Regions from separate parts of the Mus musculus genome. Here regions 2, 3 and 4 are each linked to region 1. Evidence: chromatin contacts called from public promoter capture Hi-C data. All regions are on one chromosome and are shown on one strand. Each heading gives the region's core, a stretch centred on a gene start, on an enhancer-like site or on the middle of the called end of the contact. The rest is flanking DNA. Distances are from core to core; before and after follow the strand shown. Region 1 holds the start of Otud3 (OTU domain containing 3). Region 2 holds the start of Eloa (elongin A). Region 3 holds the start of Rpl11 (ribosomal protein L11). Region 4 holds the start of Kdm1a (lysine (K)-specific demethylase 1A).

Region 1 (3,120 bases), core at 240-2,739:
TTGACAACTTCAACCATGTAAAAAAATGCATTTGATTTTATACACTCTTACTTACTCCGTCCCTCACTCCCAGGAATCTCCATCACCGTCTTGACTTGATATTTTGTGTGGGTAACCATAGGCACAATGAGTTCATGGTCTATCTCATTTCTTGTCACAGGATGTCTTAGTTAGGGTTTTATTGCTGTGAGGGAACATCATCACCGAAAAGGAAGTTGGGGAGGAAATGGCCTATTTGGCTTCCTCAGTTGAGGAAGTGTCTCCATGAGATCTGGCTGTAGAGCTTTTCTTAATTAGTGATCAATGGGGGAGGGCCCAGCCCATTATGGGTGGTGCCATCCCTAAGCGTGTAGTCCTGGGTTCTATAAGAAAGCAGGCTGCGTGTTGTCAATTCCTTTAGGCTCTGCCCAACAGTTACCTAGCAACAGCTTGCGTTTCTCCCTGCCAGGTTTGAAGACCACTGTTAACCATAATCTCTCTCTCTCATATCCCTGACTGGACCCTACCTCTGTTTCTCTCTTCTCTTTCTGTCCTTCTCTGTCCCCCTCCTTTCTCTGCCTCTACTCCTTTTCCAGGTTCCCTTCCCTTCCCTCGATAAACTTCCTTTTGTTCTAGGCCTGTCGTATGGTGGTGAGTCCTCAGAGGAATGGGCCTGCTGAGGTTCTCCTGCCGCCACATTATACTGCCGTTTTATAAAACATAACACTGAGCAAGTCAGGGGAAGCAAGCCAGTAAGCAGCGCCCTCCATGGCCTCTGCATCAGCTCCTGCCTCGGGGGTTTTAGACCTGCTTGAGTTCCTGTCCTGATGGCCTCCAAGGATGGATGCTGATCTTGAAGTGTAAGCCAACTTGTAGCTCACTGATTGGCTAAACTGCCTGGCAGTGAGTGCAGTGGGCTGTCTCTTCCTCCTTAGGGATGGGATCACAGGGGCTCTCTGACAGGCCTACCCTTCTTAAAGTGGGTGATGGAGATCCGAACTCAGGTCGAACCTGGCATATGGAGCAAGCACTTATATGGACTGAGCTATTTCCCTAGCTACTGTAGGCTGAGTTTTTAAAGGGTCTGTGCACGCACGCAGGCGTTTGTAATTGATTGCGGATTAGCGCATTCTAGACAAACATATTCCCTTATCATCCTTTCCTTGTCCTGGAACTCACTCTGTAGACCAGGCTGGCCTCGAACTCAGAAATTCGCCTGCCTCTGCCTCCCAAGTGCTGGGATTAAAGGCGTGCGCCACCAGGCCCGGTCACCCTTTCCTTCTTTTCCGCATTTTTTTGCTCTTGCCTCTCTTCTGACATCCTCAGTCATCCTTGACCTGTCTGGTCCCACTGCGCCTCACTGAGCACTACCCACCACGAGGGGGCAGAAAATAACCAACAAAACAGGTGCTTCTCTAGTCTTCCTATCTTTCTCTATGGTGCCTGCTGGCCCCGCCCCGGGGGCGGAGCTACCACCACGTGACCTGGCTGCCAGGCGACCGCGCCGGCGCAGTGGCCGCGCCGCTGTCGCCAGGCGTCGTCCCCCTGCGCCGCTCCGCCCGGTGGCCGGCTGAGGCTGCGGCCCCGGGCTCTGCGGCTCCGGCTCCGGCTTCGGCTCCTTCCGCGGCGAAGCCGTGTGCCGCCGCAGCCATGTCCCGAAAGCAAGCGGCGAAGAGCCGGCCGGGCAGCGGCGGCCGCAGAGCCGAGGCGGAGCGTAAGCGGGACGAGCGGGCGGCGCGCCGGGCGCTGGCCAAGGAGCGGCGGAACCGGCCCGATCCTGGCGGCAGCGGCTGCGAAGAAGAGTTTGTGAGCTTCGCCAACCAACTGCAGGCCCTGGGGCTGAAGCTGCGGGAGGTGCCGGGGGACGGGTGAGGCGGGCCGGGAGTGCGGGAAGCGGCGCTGGGGATGCGCAGGGCCGGTCGCTGAGGGGGAAGCAAGGGTCAGGCTTGGTGGAACGCTGCGGCAGGGTCCCCCGAGGGTCCGAGCGGGTCTGAGAGGTGACCTCGAGGTGCAGCTGTCATGAAGCCGAATGGGAAAGGACCTAGGTCCCGCTCGGTGTCATGCTGGCCCTCCTGGGTGTCCTCGCCCACTTTTGCACTGGGGTATCGAGGGCGGAGAGCTAAAGGTAGCTTCCACAGAGCTTGCTTCCCACGTTTTGGGTTCCCCAAGTAAAAGGCATGAGAGTCCCGGGCCAGCTGTTTCTGGGAGCCGGATACAAGAGTAGCAGCTGGAAACAGAACGGAGGAAGGCGAGGGGAAGCAACTTAATGGAACGGGGACATGGGTCCAGGAACGTGGGGAGAGAGAAGGAAAAGAATAAAGAAACGGGGAGAGGAACGGGTTAGCAGGTCCGAGGGAGCCTGCCTGCTAGGTGTGTTGTTGCAAGAGGCACTGTTAGTGTGTTCTCCTCTAGGAATGGTCAGGTTGAGCCATGGAAGAATGGAATACAGCTAAGGAGTCTACAAAGGCAGATGTGGCAATGAGACTGGGGGATTTGCCTGGGCTATAGGGTGACAGGGTTTCAAAAAACAAAACCCAACAAAACCAAACCAATCTTTCCCTCTTGAGAAAGTCTCGCTATGTAGTCTTAGGGCTGGCCGGGAATCCCCTGTGTAGACCAGGTTGCCCTTAAACTCATAGCCATCTGCTGGGATTAAAGATGTGTGCCTCTGTCCCACTACATAAAGTATTTTCTTCATTTGATACACTACGCTGAATTTTATTGATCAAGACTCAATAAACTAACCCCATTTGTATCTCCTGCCTTCAGAGCTTCCGGCAAATTGGATAGGTATTTTGTTTAAGTTGCAATTAGAGTTAATTGTATTCAGCTACTGCTTCGAACAGTTCCTGGGTCATAGGAGGCATTCAGCACTTTGTTTTTCAGGGATTAAAAACTGTTAAGGGAGGCCACCTAGCTCCAGTAGAAGTACAAACTGCGGTAGACATCAAACCATCAAGTGAAGCTGGGCGAGGTGGTGTGGGTCTTTAATCCCAGCGCTGGGAGGCAGAGGCAGCGGATCTCTGAGTTTGAGACCAGCCAGGCTTACAAATGGAGCCAGGGTTGTGACACACAGAAACCTGCTCTTGAAAAACAAAACAAAAAGCATCAAAGTTGAATGCCGTGGCCCCAGGTGTGGGC
Region 2 (3,120 bases), core at 326-2,825, 2.9 Mb after region 1:
ATTTTTAGGGGGATGGTTTTTGGCCTGGATGTCAATTGGTTTAATCCAAGCACTCCGAGGCGGAGGCGGAGGCGGAGGCGGAGGCGGAGGCGGAGGCGGAGGCGGAGGCAGGTGGATTGTTGTGAATTGGAGGCAGGCCAAGGCTATATAGCTCAGGCTATATAACTAGTTCCAGGGTAGCCAAGGCTACCTACTGAGACAATGCCTCAACATTTATTCTTTCTTATTTAAAAGATTTATTTTTGGCATTCACCTTTAATCCCAGCACTTGGGAGGCAGAGGCAGGTGGATTTCTGAGTTCAAGGCCAGCCTGGTCTACAAAGTGAGTTCCAGGACAGCCAGGGATATACAGGTTTTTTGAGACAGGGTTTCTCTGTGTAACTCTGGTTGTCCTGGAACTCCCTCTGTAGACCAGGCTGGCCTTGAACTCAGAAATCCACCTGCCTCTGCCTCCCAAGTGCTGGGATTAAAGGCATGCATCACCACTGCCTGGCTCTTTTCTTTTCTTTTTTTCTTTTTTGGTTTTTCGAGACAGGGTTTCTCTGTATAGCCCTGGCTGTCCTGGAATTCACTTTGTAGACCAGGCTGGCCTTGAACTCAGAAATCCTCCTGCCTCTACCTCCCGAGTGCTGGGATTAAAGGCGTGCACCACCACGCCCAGCGGCTCTTTTCTGACAGAATCTCATGTAGTTCAGTTTGGTTTTTAATATATTATGACTTTTTATTCATTATGATTTAATTTATTTTTAAATGGAGCCAGGTGGTGGTGGCATACAACTTTAATCCTGGCCCTTAGGACGTAGAGGCAGGTGGATCTCTGTGAGTTTAAGGCTAGCTTCGTCTACAGAGTGAGTTCCAGGACCTCCAAGGCTACACATAGAAATCCTTTTTGAGAAAAGAAATAAAAAGAAAGAGAGAAAGAAAGAAAGGAAAGAAAGAAAGAAAAGAAAAGAATGTCACATGAACAGTCTAATAAAAGGGGCTGCTCTCTGATTTTGCAGACAAGGTGGTTAATAATGTGTTATTATTTTTATTTCTAGTGTTTCAAATTGCCTTGAAACCAGACAGCCTGGATTGCTTTCCCAAAATTACAATACCGTTAAGTTACTTTAAAATTACACGATTTCTTTTATTGCGAGGGTGTGTCACAGCTTGCAGGTGGAAGTCAGATAATTTACCTGAGTCAGTTCTTTCCTTCCACTCCAAGGGTCCCTGGAGCCGCGTCGGACCCTGATCACTGACTCCACCCACCCTTAGGCGAAAACGAGCGTATGACTGGAAAGGCGGTGCGTGAGAGTTAAAGCCAGAGTTTGGCTTGCAGAATACAGGCTTGGGGGCGTGGCTGGTTGCGTGGCTCTGGGTTGGGCGTGTCGGGGGCGTGACCTGTGCTGTATTCGACAGATCGCCGTGATATAGTGGGCGTGGTCTGGCGCGGGGGCGGGTCCTGAGGCCTTCCACACATACACACACCCCCAGCGGAGGCCCGGAAGGGACCATTCGCGCTTCCGTCTCCGCCGGGCCCTCACGGAGGGCGGAGTTGCGGCCCGAGGACGCGACGCGAGCCCAGTTCCGGCGAGGAGGCCGCGCCAGTGACAGCGATGGCGGCGGAGTCGGCGCTCCAAGTTGTGGAGAAGCTCCAGGCGCGCCTGGCTGCGAACCCGGACCCCAAGAAGGTGAGCGGCGGGCGGGCGGGCGGCGCGGGCGGGCGTTGGGCGCGGCGCGGGCCCTGTAACGGTCGCGGGCAGGGCGCAGTGGGGTTCTCCTCCGACCCGGAGCCAGGCCCCACGGAGCGGCGCGGGGCAGTGGGGAGTTCGCGGCCGGCGGGCGCACCCCGGCTGGGGGCTGAGGACTGGAGGGGCGGCCGGGCCTTGCGGCTCTCCCCGGGGTTCGGGCAGCCGCGCCAGCTGTTTCCCCGTTGCAGCCGAGCGACTCCGTCCGCTGCTTGGGGGTCCTGCGGCTCGAGGACCCCTGTGCTGTACCCTGCCCTTTAGCCGAGAAAACGGGGAACGCCTTGGGGTTTTTCGAGCTCTGCTCCTGGAGCTCGGGTCCTGGATGAGGGCGTGAGCGTGTTAACTCCGCTCTGACATACTGGAAGGTGGGACCAGGCTGTGATGAGCAACCATGTTTAATTGCACTTAACTACTTTGTTGCTCCTTTTTAGAAACTGTTACTTTTTAAATACATTGTATCCCCTCGCGGTCCCCCGGGTGTCTAGGCTTCTCTGAGCTCTACGAAGAGGGTATGGTGGGAATTAGAATCGTTTTCACTGTAGTCTCTAGCCGAAAACACCAAAGGGTGTGACATGGCTTGTCAGCATTCTAGCCTGGGCCTGAGGTTCCTAAAAGGTGAAGTGTCCAGCGAGCTGAGTGGAAGAGGAAGTGGTGGAGGGAGACAGCGAGCGGACTTACACATGCAATCTAGGTTCCTAGCCAGCACCAGCTCGGGACTTTGGAGGAGTTCTCTGCTCGACCTGTCCCTTCTCTAGTTTCTTCCTGAAATACCAGCTAGACCCAAGTGCTCTTTATAAGTGTTAATCACCATCAGAATTTCCAGTCAGGGACCCCATTCACTCTTCTTGTTCCTAGTTGGGTCACTACCTCTCAACCTCCGGGCCACTTTTTAACTACCCTCCTTTAGCTCAGAGATACACTTCTTCAGAAGCTGTTGTTATAAGTCAGCGAAAACGTAAATGTTTCAATTGTCTTGTGTTTTACTTTCTTTGGAGGCCTTGGGGACCTTTGGTCAGACATATTTACAAGTTCTTTTTACAATAACCCTTTGTGGGCATCTAATAAATGGTCATTATTTCCAAGTCCCAGATTGTCTTTCTGAACACTATAAGATTTGTGACTGACCTTAAAGTAACCACCCTCATTTTGTTGTTTCTGCCATCAGGTTAAAAAAAATAAAAATCCTCCATGTAATATAATATCTGTAGGGTTTTTTTCCCCCATTAGAATTTAAATTTTGGAATGGTCTATTTGTGCATGAAATGTCAAGTTAGAAAAAGGTTAAGTAAATTTTCTTAAACTCCTAATAATTATTTAAAAGGGTGTTTGGTGGTTTTTGTTGTTGTTGTGTTTGGTGTTATTGGCAGGGACTCATATGCTAACACTAGTA
Region 3 (3,120 bases), core at 456-2,955, 2.9 Mb after region 1:
ACAAAGTGAGTTCCAGGACAGCCAGGGCTACACAGAGAAACCCTGTCTTGAAAAATACCAAAAACAAAACAAACAAACAAACAAACTGAAATTCTCATTATGTGTAGGTTTGAAAGGTTGGAAATGCTGGGGGGCTTCTGGCCTCCCTGTGTGGGTTAGAGAAGGGTACTGGGGGCAGCAGGAAGGAGAGGGCAGGCCCTTTTTCTACCGAAGGCGTCTGTGTTCTTCTTTGCCCATGCATTCATGTTAGAGAAACTGACTGACTCAAGGAAGGCCAGCATCTGCCTGGGATGTGGATCTTGGTGGTCCTCATCCTTGAGTTCAGCTTCTGAGGATTCAATGTAACCCTGGAAGGGGGCGTGTCCTATAGTCTGTAACTGATGATCTCTTCTCAGAAGCATCTGTAAGCCATTGTCAGATCTCTCTCTCTCTCTCTCTCTCTCTCTCTCTCTCTCTCTCACCTCTGATGTCCTTTTTCTTTTTAGCTACCATGTCTAATACTTCTTTTGGAAGGTGGGTGTTGCTTGGATGTTGTAGGCTTGACTTAATTATAAAAGTAACAACTTACATACTTCACTGAATTACACAGTAACCCATGACACAGAAGTAGCTGTTTTACACAAGGGGAAAACAGACAGAAGTAATTTTAATTAGTAACTAGCTAGTTGGATCAAACCCACACCTGCCTGTATTCACAGCTCAGGACTCTTATTTTCAAAATTTACTTTTTATTTATTAGTTTATCTGTATTTAAGTTTTTCCTGCACATATGTCCTTGTAAGTGTGTGCCTGGGGTCCTCAGAAGGAAGACAAGGGCATCAGACTGGAACAGCTGATTTAAGCCACTACTCTGATTTGTATACTTGTTAACATAGTTACAAAGTAAAGGGTCTAGAATCTGTATGGTTTCTTTTTATCTTCGCACTTATTTTATGTATGAGTACTCTATCTGCATGTACACCTGCATACCAGAAGAGGGCATCAGATCCCATTACAGATGTCTGTGAGCTACCATGTGGTTGTTGATAATTGAACTCAGGACCTTGGGAAGAGCTGTCAAGTGCTCTTAACTACTGCGCTGTCTCTCCAGCCTCAGCTGATTTTTTTGTTTTTGTTTTTGTTTTTGTTTTTCGAGACAGGGTTTCTCAGTCTAACCTTGGCTGTCCTGGAACTCACTCTGTAGACCAGAATTCAGAAATCCACCTGCCTCTGCCTCCCAAGTGCTGGGATTGAAGGCGTGCGCCACCACTGCCTGGCGTCTCAGCTTATTTATTTATAAAAATTATTTTATTTATATGGGTGTTTTGCCTGTATGCACACATGGCCTGATGCCTGTAGATGCCAGAAGAGGGATCTGTCTCCCTGGAACTGGAGGCACAACCAGTTTTGAAATACCGTGTTCATGCCGGGAATTTTGTTCTTAACTGTAAAGCCTTCTCTCTAGCCCTTTGCTCAACTGATTTAATGGACTTTGGGCAGTGACATCACTCAAGAACCACCAGGTTCTGAGACTGTTCTTGGAGTCATGGACTCAAGAACATACCAGCATCGGACAACCCACGACCTAGTCTTTTGCCCAAGATGACTGCAGTTTCGAGGACAGTCCACTAGAGGTGGCAGCGCCACGACAGCTATGCCTCTCTTTCCCCCTCTCCCCTCGTTTGTCTGCCTAGAAGAAAAGCCCGCCTCCTGACCCATAAGGCCACGGGGCCGGAAGTCTCCCTCTCTCTTCCTGTTCTCCACCATGGCGGTGAGTAGGCGAGAGTTGGCTTTGCCTCGCTTTCATCCGTCTCCATCCGCAGTCGGCGGAGCCCAGGGCGGCTGTCTCGCGGGTGGCCGGAGGAGGACGGAGCCCGCGAGGCTGTTGGCATTAAGCCCGGCGGGACTGGGCGGCCGTGGGGCACCCCCGCCGCATCGCCGCCCATCCTAAGAATGGGGCTCAGGTCTGCAGCCCCGAGGGCCCAGACGCAGTGTCTGGGGGCTGCCGGAAGTGCGAGCGCGACGTGCGGAGGTCCACGGCGGGGCCAAGGGGACACTTGCAGCTTGTGTGGTGCTGGGGAGTTTCTGCGAGTCCTACTCGCAGGACCCGTGCTAGCTTGGGAAGGGGGACGGCATGGCGCAGAGGCCGGTACTTCCTGTAGTTTTGATTAGGGTTACATTGTATACTTTCTACGATCTCTAGTGTCTGTTCCCTACTCGTGGATCCGCTTGGGATTCAGGCTCTCTCTCTGTGTTCGTTCTCTTCCAAACGCGGAGACCTTGGTGGTCCCGAGGGCTTAGGCGGGATCCGGGACGATAGAAGTCAGAGCGGAGAAGACCTTGGCTGTTTCTCGTCTCTGACGGGGCGGGAGGGTGTTGATGGCTGTGTCCCTCTTCGCAGCAAGATCAAGGGGAAAAGGAGAACCCCATGCGGGAACTGCGCATCCGCAAGCTCTGCCTCAATATCTGCGTCGGGGAGAGCGGAGACAGACTGACCCGGGCAGCCAAGGTGTTGGAGCAGCTCACAGGCCAGACCCCGGTGTTCTCCAAAGGTGAGTGGCGGTGGGCTGACCAGAGAGGAGTGGATCTGGAAAGCTTGCTTCATCTGACCGGAGCACGGGTGCAAATGGACTTATAACGTGAGCTGTCGTGGGCCTGGTTGACAGCTAAGAACAGGGTTAATACCGTACACTGTTGGCATGAGGTCCTATCCATGCTTTTATTTGTATTTGTGTGTGTGTGCATGGGTACTCTGTTTGCATGCATGCCCACATGACAGAAGAGGGAATCAGATCCCGTTTCTGTTGGTTGTGAACAACCGTGTAGGTCCTCAGAACCTGTTAAACCTCTGAGCCATCTTTCCAACACCCCCCCACCAGTGCTTCTTAACTTCTGGCTCTGCCTCAACTCACTTAAAATGAATTGTGATTCCCTTGTTTGGCCACATGACAGGAGTTACCTTGCTAGAAACATGGAGTCTGTTGCTAGTGTGGTTGTGGGTGGTCTGTGATTGGGTTTGGATACTGTTTCTTAGGACCACAGTCAGCATTTTGAAAACACTGGCTTTTGTCAGTTTTAGTCTCCCAATTAGAGCATAATCATTGGTTGGGCCTGATAGCCCACAACTGTAACCCCATTACC
Region 4 (3,120 bases), core at 364-2,863, 2.3 Mb after region 1:
CCACCACCTTCAGGCCTAGTTTTTTTTTGTTTTTGTTTTTAAAGTCTATTTTGTTCACAGAGTTCAGTGAATTTTAGTGAATACTCACACCTCTGTAAGCATCACCCCGATCAAGGTATGGAGTTTCCTCCAGCAACCTTCCTCCTGCTGTTCTGTGTTCAACTTCATCACCTTGGAAGAATTAAACAAACCAGCAAAACCCTGTAACAGGGCCCCAAATCTTAGTAGGCTGAAAGATCTTACCACAGTTAACTCAATGGTGGAAATACCATTTAAGCTGTAAAACTTAACACATAGACAGTACCACCTGCCAAAACTAAAACAAAGGCTTAATCCATTTAAGTCCGTAGTTTTGGGAAATGGACTGACCTTGCTTTTTGGCTTCTGTAGTTCTGCTTCTGGCTAACTGAAGCTTTTAAAAAAGTTTTATTTATTATTTCTAAGTACACTGTAGCTGTCTTCAGACACACCGGAAGAGGGCATCAGATCCCATTACAGATGGTTGTGAGCCACCATGTAGTTGCTGGGAATTGAACTCAGGACCTCTGAAAGAGCAGTCACTTCTCTTAACCACTGAGCCATCTCTCCAGCCCCCCATCTCCCCAGGCCCCAAGTAAATACTTTCTATTGGCTTAAACCCATGCCTGCATTCTTCTCTGGTGAATATCTCATAGCCCCCCAACATCCTATACATCTCAACATCTCATGAATAAAACACCCACATTCACAACATTAGAAAGAACTGACCAAGCCGGGCAGTGGTGGCACATGCCTTTAATCTCAGCACTTGGGAGGCAGAGGCAGAGGCAGGTGGATTTCTGAGTTAGAGGCCAGTCTGGCCTACAAAGTGAGTTCCAGGACAGGCTGGGCTATACAGAGAAACCCTGTCTCGGAAAAACCAATCCCCCACCCCCCTCCCCAAAAAAGAAAAAAAGAAAAGAAAGAACTGACCTAGGTTGAAGAAGTGTTATGCGCCTGGAGATGAGAGGCATGGAGGAGGAGGCATGGTGGCGAGCATGTGCAGCCTCAAGAAAGAAAATAAACACGGCTTGGAGGCAAGAGCGAGTCCACTTTGACTCAAACCAGAAATTCCTCATTTCTCTCTATTTTATTACCGTGGAAATTCGTGCACTCTTTATTTCCCCACAGTCCAAGCAGGGCCATTATGAAGCTAGTTTCCCTAGCTCTAGGGATAACTCGGGGCCATATACATTCTGGGCCAGTGCTCTAAAGGTTGAGTTACAGAGCACAGGATAATTAAGTGATCATTAATTAAGTTGTACTTCAGAGTGTTCCCCTGTCTCAATTAGGTAGTAAGCCCTCTGAAAGCCGGAATTCCATAATCCACCCCTTGTCCTGCAGGGAGAGTGAATGTTATTAGTTGAAGTGACTAGTGTATGGGGTGAATATTGAGAGTCCTTGATGAAAACGGTCGGGCTCAGAACCCGAAGTCAGGCGGATATGCTGGGTCGCACTCCCAATCGCAGGGGGCGCTCTAGGTCAGCCTCGCGATCGGAGCTGCGGCGCCGCTCTAGCCTCCAGGACGTCGCTCTCTGGTCTTGAGCCGGGGACAAGCGGCTGCTTTTTTGTCCTGGTGCGGCGGGAGCGCGCAGGGCGCGTGCGCACGCGGGGGTGTTTGGCTTCGCACGGAGCGTGAGAGGTGCGGGGCGGAGAGGCGCGAGGCGGCTGCGGACCCACGGAGCGGCAGACCGATCGGCCCCTGCGGCCCGCGGCGGCCAGGCGGCCCGAGATGTTGTCTGGGAAGAAGGCGGCGGCGGCGGCAGCGGCAGCGGCGGCGGCGGCGGCTGCTGGGACCGAGGCCGGGTCCGGGGCGGCGGGCGGTGCCGAGAACGGCTCTGAGGTGGCCGCGCCGCCCGCGGGCCTGACGGGCCCCACCGACATGGCTACGGGGGCGGCGGGCGAGCGCACTCCCCGAAAGAAGGAGCCTCCGCGGGCCTCGCCGCCCGGGGGCCTAGCCGAGCCGCCGGGGTCTGCTGGGCCCCAGGCGGGGCCCACAGCCGGGCCCGGCTCCGCGACGCCCATGGAGACCGGAATAGCCGAGACCCCGGAGGGCCGACGGACCAGCCGGCGCAAGCGGGCCAAGGTGAGGCCGTGATCGAACCGCTGGTCCCGGGGACCGGAGTGGGGCCGGGGGAGGGGAGGCCCGGCCTTTGTGCGGGGACCCGGTGTATCGGGCGCTGGAGGGTGTGACCCTGATGGTCTGACTGGGAAAGATGGCTTCCCGACGCGTTTGTCTACCTGTGTGTCTGATGTGTGCGGACGGCGGACGGCTTCTGGGTTGTGTACACCGGGGAGATGGGTGTGATGCTCTAAGAGTCAAGCTGCATGAAAAGAAAGAGACTTTTTCTTTGTTTTTGAAAGGTCTTGCTGTACGCCAGGTACGCGTAGACTCTTATTTCTTTCTTTCTTTTTTTTAAAGATAAAATAATAAAATATACAAAAACCAATCGTTTATTGTGCGTGTGCGAGTTGGGGTCATAGGATAGCTCGCCTGAGTCCTTCCTGTCTTTCCGCCATGCTAAGGAATCGAACTGAGGTTGTCAGGCCTGGAGGCCAGCGCTTTCTTGGGGCCCGGGTAGACTTTTTCAAATTGTGGAAGCGAATGAAGAATACCAGTTGGACACGGGGCGAATATAAAGATAAAGATTTGGCATCAAATCCAACACTATCCACAGATAACCTCTGTCTCACACCCCAGTATGCCAGATGGTGCATTTGGCACAGGGCCAGCGTTTTTCGTTTTCCCAAACACCACTGGACTGGTATTGTTAGCTTCATTTTAAGAATGAGTAAAAAGAGGTTTGCAGTTTCAGAGTTTGGTGTTTTGACAAGGTGTAATTCGATATTGAAACAAACAAACAAACAAACAAACAACCCTCTGGGTCAGTAACCTTGCTAAGCATTGGTGTGGCTTTATTGCACAGTATTAGCCTTAACCAGAGATGCTTAATCTGATGGGGAAATTGGAAATACATATGGGTTTGTAATAAATACAAGAAGTAGTCTAAGGGGCTGGAGAGGTGGCTCAGTGGTTAAGACTGCTGACTGCTCTTCCAGGGGTCCTGAGTTCAATTCCCAGCAACCACAACCATCTCACAT

What was found. Promoter capture Hi-C pulls out the DNA fragments that hold promoters and counts their contacts. Capture Hi-C pulls out chosen DNA fragments and counts their contacts.
Region 2: a promoter capture Hi-C map of liver shows a contact between it and region 1, with 4 times the contacts expected there. The contact joins the promoter of Eloa here to the promoter of Otud3 in region 1.
Region 3: a contact with region 1 is called in a promoter capture Hi-C map of liver, with 5 times the contacts expected there. The contact joins the promoter of Rpl11 here to the promoter of Otud3 in region 1.
Region 4: a contact with region 1 is called in a promoter capture Hi-C map of liver, with 7 times the contacts expected there. The contact joins the promoter of Kdm1a here to the promoter of Otud3 in region 1. A contact is called at or near these places in 3 of 39 promoter capture datasets (liver, neutrophils and pre-B cells), 5 of 484 Hi-C or Micro-C datasets (CD4 T cells, CD8 T cells, muscle stem cells and 2 more) and 2 of 9 other capture datasets (adipose tissue and liver).

The regions. Positions count from the first base shown.
Region 1 is chr4:138,912,337-138,915,456 of GRCm38.p6, reverse strand. It overlaps Otud3 (OTU domain containing 3), which reads left to right and starts at 1,489. Exons shown (of 8, transcript NM_028453.2): 1 at 1,489-1,847. The coding sequence starts at 1,630.
Region 2 is chr4:136,020,104-136,023,223 of GRCm38.p6, reverse strand. Eloa (elongin A) reads left to right here and starts at 1,575. Exons shown (of 11, transcript NM_013736.4): 1 at 1,575-1,673. The coding sequence starts at 1,599.
Region 3 is chr4:136,051,978-136,055,097 of GRCm38.p6, reverse strand. Rpl11 (ribosomal protein L11) reads left to right here and starts at 1,705. Exons shown (of 6, transcript NM_025919.3): 1 at 1,705-1,750; 2 at 2,381-2,531. The coding sequence starts at 1,745.
Region 4 is chr4:136,601,216-136,604,335 of GRCm38.p6, reverse strand. It overlaps Kdm1a (lysine (K)-specific demethylase 1A), which reads left to right and starts at 1,613. Exons shown (of 20, transcript NM_001347221.1): 1 at 1,613-2,104. The coding sequence starts at 1,751.